Regions from separate parts of the Sus scrofa genome. Here region 2 is linked to region 1. Evidence: chromatin contacts called from public Hi-C data. All regions are on one chromosome and are shown on one strand. Each heading gives the region's core, a stretch centred on a gene start, on an enhancer-like site or on the middle of the called end of the contact. The rest is flanking DNA. Distances are from core to core; before and after follow the strand shown. Region 1 overlaps PDZRN3 (E3 ubiquitin-protein ligase PDZRN3). Region 2 has its middle 160 kb from the start of PDZRN3.

What was found. Hi-C and Micro-C count contacts between places; a contact is called where the count stands out from the background.
Region 2: a Hi-C map of skeletal muscle shows a contact between it and region 1, with 7 times the contacts expected there. The contact joins two enhancer-like sites. A contact is called at or near these places in 2 of 47 Hi-C or Micro-C datasets (embryonic fibroblasts and skeletal muscle) and 1 of 2 datasets of contacts at active chromatin or transcription factors (skeletal muscle).

Annotation. Positions count from the first base shown.
Region 1 is chr13:54,779,071-54,782,258 of Sscrofa11.1, reverse strand. All of the region lies in intron 3 of PDZRN3 (E3 ubiquitin-protein ligase PDZRN3), which reads left to right. Among named protein-coding and RNA genes, the nearest start is that of PDZRN3, 120 kb to the left of the region's middle. Within about 2 kb of position 1,253, at least 19 of the 83 cell types and tissues checked have an H3K27ac peak or open chromatin away from gene starts, as enhancers often do. A contact at or near this core is called in skeletal muscle, where this site is marked.
Region 2 is chr13:55,066,120-55,069,343 of Sscrofa11.1, reverse strand. No RefSeq gene overlaps it. Among named protein-coding and RNA genes, the nearest start is that of PDZRN3, 160 kb to the right of the region's middle. Within about 2 kb of position 1,848, at least 2 of the 83 cell types and tissues checked have an H3K27ac peak or open chromatin away from gene starts, as enhancers often do. A contact at or near this core is called in skeletal muscle, where this site is marked.

The DNA of each region.
Region 1 (3,188 bases), core at 4-2,503:
TTTCCATCCCAAATCCCCAATCTACCCCTCCCTCCTGCACACGTGTCCCCTTTGGTAACCATAAGTTTTTCAAAGTCTGTGAGTCTGTTCTGCAAATGAGTTCATTCGTAGCCTTTTCTTAGATTCCACATATAAATGATATCCTATGATGTTTGTCCTAAATTGTCTCTAACTTCACTTACTATGATAATTTCTACCGCCTATCCATGTTGCTGCAAATACCATTAATGCATTTTTTTTTTTTTTATGGACAAGTAACATCGAGAAGCCCCCTGCGCTGTAGATAGGAATGTAAATTTGTACAACTGCTATGGAAAACAGCATGGAGGTTCCTCAAGTAACTAAAAATAGAATCACCATATGATCCAGCAATCCCACTCCTGGGCATCTATCCGGAGAAAACCATGACTCAAAAGGATGCATGTCCATAGCAACAATATTCACAATAGCCAAGATATGCAAGCAACCTAAATATCTATCAGCAGAGGAATGGATAAAGAGGTGGTACATATATACAATAGAATATTAGCCATAAAAAGGCTTTTTTTTTTTCCTCCTAAAAGCCTGAGACCTCAACTTAAAATTAAATTCTGGTGTGACTCTTCCAAAGAGTTACTTCTGTCCTTCAGGGCTCAAAGCCTCATTCCTCAGTAAGTTAATAAATAGCAACAGATACCTCTTGGGGCTGTAGCACTGGGAGAGCCAAAAGGGACATTAGCCATCTTCTAGTTCAACTCCTTGGTTATCACCGAGGAGGAAACTAAGGCACACGTGATAGAGAAATCAGGGGACCTTCGCTGCAGAGGGCCTGTCCTCTGCCTTCCAGGGGCAGGGACCACCGCTGGGGTCTGTGTCCTGCTGTGTTCACTTCCAGAACCTAACCAAGCATCGGTCACGTGGTAGGTGTTCACTGAACATGTCATCCTTAGCATCCTGTCCCAGGATGGCTGGTTTCCAATGTGCCTATGAAGGCAAAGTCACTTCCTCATGTGGGCGTCTTGGAAAAATAAGAAAGGAAAAGTCAAACACATAAAAAATGTAAACAGCAGAGTAAGCCTGCCTGTTTTAAAAATTATTATTTATATCTTGCCTCCTTCCACAAAGGATTTGAGGCAGCTTATGAGCATTAAATGCCAATAATGGGGCCCTCACTAGGCACTCGGTGACTAATTGCCACATGCGGCTTACAGAGAACAAATGCTGAGAGGCTGGGGTAATTGTAGTTGTCTTAACTGCTAAAGAACGCTTGTCAGTCTGTCTGTATAAGCCATGGTCATAATATATAAATAGAACCTCACAGGGACACTGGAGGCGCTGTTGCCAGAGGCTTATTTATTTATTTTGTCTTTTGGAGGAGAAAGCCTTGCGCTTGTCTTCGGAAGTAGATGGGGAGAGAAAAAATATTTGTTCTAGAACTTATCAACTTTGTGTGCCATATGGTGTGCTTTCTCAAATCTCTTACACACAGCCCTTTATGCTTTACATTTGCAGAGCCGTTAAAAAGAAAGACCTTGCTTATATTTAGAATTAAAACTTAAAACAGGCCTTACCTGGGAGCCAGTTCCCTTCAAGTGACTGAAGGGTGGAAATTAGAGGCTTTCTTGTTTGTCTGTCTTAAGGATAGAGAACTTCGCTCTTAGATCGCCCCCTAGTGGTCCCACGGGTCATTGATGTCTCCTACAAAAGGAGCGGGCTGATCTGGTTGGTCCCCGTTGAAAGCACCACCTTCAGACTCAGAGGTGAGGTTGGCCATTGTGGTGACAGAATTTTGCACAGAGCAACTGGTTGGCTTTTCTTCTTTCATTCTTATGGTTTTCCCTTTATTTATGTGCTGCTGTCCCCTGAGTTCGAGAGATGATGCAAGGCTTTAAGGCTCTGATGACCAAGAGAGAGGGCCCTTTCTTGGCAGTTATTCTGTTCAGGGCTGCATGATGGCAAGTGACTGCAGCTCAGCTGGGGTGTCCAGCATTTCAGGGAAGAGAGGTTTTTTTTCAAGCAAACTTCTAATAGATAGCCACACACGTTGTTAAGAATGGGAAATGGGGCTGGCAGCAGCTGTTTTCATTACAGAATTTGTTAAAGTCTGAGTAATCATTGCTAATGCTTGAGCCCTCCCTCCCACATACAGTTGTAGAGATAGGTAAAGCTTCATTTAGAGCCATCTTTCCTTTGCCAAATGTTCACCTGCCGATAGTGATTTCTCATTTGGCTGATTTTAATTAAACCCAACATTATGAAACTCCATCACTTCTCTTAGTTGCTGATGTAATACAGTCTTGTTCATAAAAACATTGCAAAACCAAGAGTGAAAAGGTATCACCTGTTCTCTGATGAAGCAGAAAAAAAAAAGCTTTTACCCTTTTAGTTTATGCCATATTTGTGCTTTATGGTGTGGGTGTGAAAGTGTAAATAAGTGTGCTACAAAGTGATAAAAAAATTGAGTTCACACACACAGAGGTTTTATAAGGTATCATCTTTTTCCTGGGGCACTAGAGCCTGTTTTCACTTAGATGTTACCATAAACAGTATCCTTTGTTGTTAAATTTTTGGCCTCAGCACTTTTAATGGCTGTGTAATTTTCCATATATGGCTGTACTGTAATTTCCTTTGCATATTGCTATTGTCATTTTTACCATTATCAACAGTGCTGTGTTGAGGATTCTTCTTTATAAATACTTCTATCAATTTATATATTTTTCTTAAAAGTTTCACACCCTTATGGATATCTCACTGGCATGGTACTGGGGAGAACTGGTTTGCCACACAGGTACTATCTCTCTCTCTCTCTCTCTTTTTTTTTTTTTTTTTTTTTTTTTTTTTTTTTTTAGCTTTTTACGGCCACACCTGCAGCATATTGATGTTCCCAGGCTGAGGGTTGAATTGGAGCTGTAGCCACGGGCCTACACCACAGCAACACGGGATCCAACCCGTATCTGCCACCTACAGCAACAGCTCATGGCAACGCTAGATCCCCAGCCGACTGAGTGAGATTAGGGATTGAACCCAAATCCTGATGGGTTCATTGCCCCTGCATCAGAACAGGAACTTTCCAACAGGTGCTATCTTTTCTCTGCCTTTTTGCTAGTACTGAGTCATTTTTAACCTTTGCTGTGGGATAAGTGAAAAACAGCCCCTCATTATTTAAATTAGTGCTTGTTTTACATCTAATTGGGTTGGACTTTTTTTCA
Region 2 (3,224 bases), core at 599-3,098, 290 kb before region 1:
CTCAAGAGTATGGTTGATTATCTACATGGTGGTGTTTAATGAGTCCCTTGGGTCCTGCTTGACCCTCTGAATTTTCTACCACCTACTTAACTCTTTGGGATGAAAGTGCTATGCTGGGAAGATCCCCAACATAAAGTAAATTCTGATACCAACATAGCACCCATTAACACTGAGAAAGTACTTTGTGTTACCTAGTACTCATCTGGCAGGGATTCTTGAGAAAAGGGAACACAGGACAGATGAGTTTTGTTGAGGGGAAAGAACAGATAAAGGTCCTAAGCAAAGGCAGCATCAAAGGGACACAATCTATTCAATGAGGTGAGCTTGTCTACCTCTTTAAATGCAACAAGAGAGGACCCTTGTTTCCTACCTGACTGGTAAGCTCCCCATCCAACAGCACTCTTTCATTCACCAGTCTTGTTCCCTTTCCAACGCTGAGTCCTCAGGACTAAGCCCATGTTTATTTCCCCAATGCACACATACCTTCTTAATAACAATTGCACCTTATATTCCATAGCCATTTAGAGTAGCACTTCTGAAGCTGTTTACCTGCGTGCAAGTTGCCTGAAGACCTTGCAAAGATGGAAATTATGATTCAGGAATTCTAGGTTGGGATCTGAGACTCTTCATTTATAACCAGCTCCCAGGGGATGCCAATGATATTTGTCCAACAATCACAAGGACTCCTTAGATCCTATAGGATGTTTGTACAGTGACCTCAAAGGAGGTCACGCTCCTCAAAGGAGCTTGACAACAAACCATTGGGAAGGGTGGGCAAGTGTTTTGTGTCTATTTTGCAGGAAGGTGAAGACTAAGTTGCACAAAATTAAGTGGCCTCTTAAAGTCAGATGGGAAGATTAAGTTGCACAAAATTAAGTGGCCTCTTAAAGTCAGATTAAGTGTTCTTCCTGCAGTGTCATGCTGACCTCTTTGACTTTCAGTGTCTTCAGTATCATTACTGACTTGAAATCAATCTGCAGGTTCCTTCAGAGGAAAGAGTAAAGAATACAGCTGACTTTTCTTCCTGATGACTGTAAATCTATTCTTTACTGCATCATATTCACCTATACCACCACCCCACCACTTATGCCTCTTAGCCTCTTCTCACTATCTTCACTATAAGAATGCCTATCTCAGAAATGGACCCTTTCCTTTCAACTCCCAAAAAAAGTCCCTACTGATCTTTGATTTGGGCAAGATAATGAGTCATAATCTAGGAACAATAAGACTTTGTCCCTGCCCTCAAAGAGCTTTCACAGTAGCAGGGAAAACTCCATCTACAACAAATGCTTCAGTAGAAGGCATGCTATGCTTAAGCAAGACATGATTTAACAAAAAGCAAAATAAGCCAAGTGCTATGAAAGCACCAAGTAGGGAACAGTTGGTTCCTCCTTAACAGGTTCAGGGAAGATTTCTTGGTGGAGACTATATTTGTGGCTTAACCTTTCAAGTACAGCAGGATTGCAACATGTGGGGAGAAATGTGGAGGAGAAAGAGAAGGAAGCAAAGAGGTTGCAAGAGTGAGTAAAGGCTCAAGGATCAGTCAAGAGATTCACCAGTTGGAGCTGATCCTGCTCCTGTGTTCCAGTTACCCATCAGTCTTGTACATCTATCAGATGGTCCAGGGAAACTCAATACCTCACCTCTAAAGTATTGGCGGCAGAGAGCAATCTGGTATCACTCCCCCTTGGAATGGAACCCATCCAGCTTCCCGTGTATCATGCTTCCTGAGTCCAATCCACCTCAGGAAAAGTATCACTTTTCAAGAAGGGACCTAGAGGCTCAGATAACAAATCTCTCTTTGGTGAGTCATGTTCTTCTTGGCAACTCAACAGCCTGTGGGTATTTCCTTTCCATCCTCTTTTCCAGTCATCCCTAATGGAAACGTTGCCTCATGTCTTCCTTTGCCAAATCCTCCAGCTTACCTGATGCCCCACTTCTGCTATTTCTTGCCCATGCTCAATTCCTATCTCTCAGACAAGTCATCCAGGCTATCTTCCTTGAGCCATTGGGCACTAAGCATAGAAGATGATGCTAAGCCATTGCAAGACAATTTTTATTTTTGTCTTTTCTAGGCTATCCAGTTTAGAAACTAGCAATAATGGGAGCAAAGCAGGCAAAGTGCTGAGCAGAAAAGAAGATGTTCAATAAATGATCATTGTTGTTATTATTGACTTTCATTTACCAACCTGGTTTTGGTAAACCCCAACTTCAAGGCAGTTTTTATTTTGCGTAACAAATGTTCCACTTGTGAGTTCTTCTCCTGATATCCTTTTTCAGTAAGATGGGACATTCTGCATGATCTTTTTTTTTTTTCCAAAAATGTAAAGGTCCCTAAACCAACAACCTCCAAAGAAGAAATCCTCAATAAACACCACATGTGTCTGATTCCAAAGAAGACTCTCAGCCATGGAAACACTGGCACCATGTCTTTCACCACCACCAGTGTTAAGGTTTCAAATTACAAATTCTTCTCTAGTCACTTACATAACTGTGGAGATTTTTATACACACATACACATACATGCATCTATTCATGACTAGAAATTCTTCAATATATTCTTGTGTCATCTTTAGTCAAGTTCTCTCCTTACCAACATTTTATAAACTCTTTAAATGAGAGATAAATCATTGCTCCCACCCCTATGTCCTCTGTTCTCTATCAAAAGAAGCTGCTAGTCTAACAGAAGCCACCTCCCATCCTTTGAACTGACATTTCAGAAGGATGTATAATATATAGAATTTGCATGTATTAGAGGGAAGGCAAATTTGAAATAGAAGAAACGTATATTCCAGTACATGTAAGTGTAATCATATTTCTTTGAAATACATTCAGTAAAAAAGTAATTAAACCTCCAAAGTGTTGAAGAGTTGCAGTTTGTAATTAGCATACTGATTGTTTATAAATTGAGGTCTCTAAATTGTCCAACATTTGAAATAATTTTGTGGTTGAAATGATTTTTCTACTTTTTGACTAAGAAAACCTTTTACTGAAAATGTAGCCTTTGCACAAATTAAGAAGAGTCTCAAATTAGAAGGTATAAAAATCAGAAAATTTTTCCTTTTTCATTAAAAATATATGAATTGTGAACAAACTGTATACAAATTGTGAAAATTAACACAAATTTAAGTAAATAATATTTAGTTCTTCTCTTTGAAGAAATCATCTGTCAACCTATTAACGTGCTTCCTCTTTATATATACTCTGCATAATTGAGTTCATAT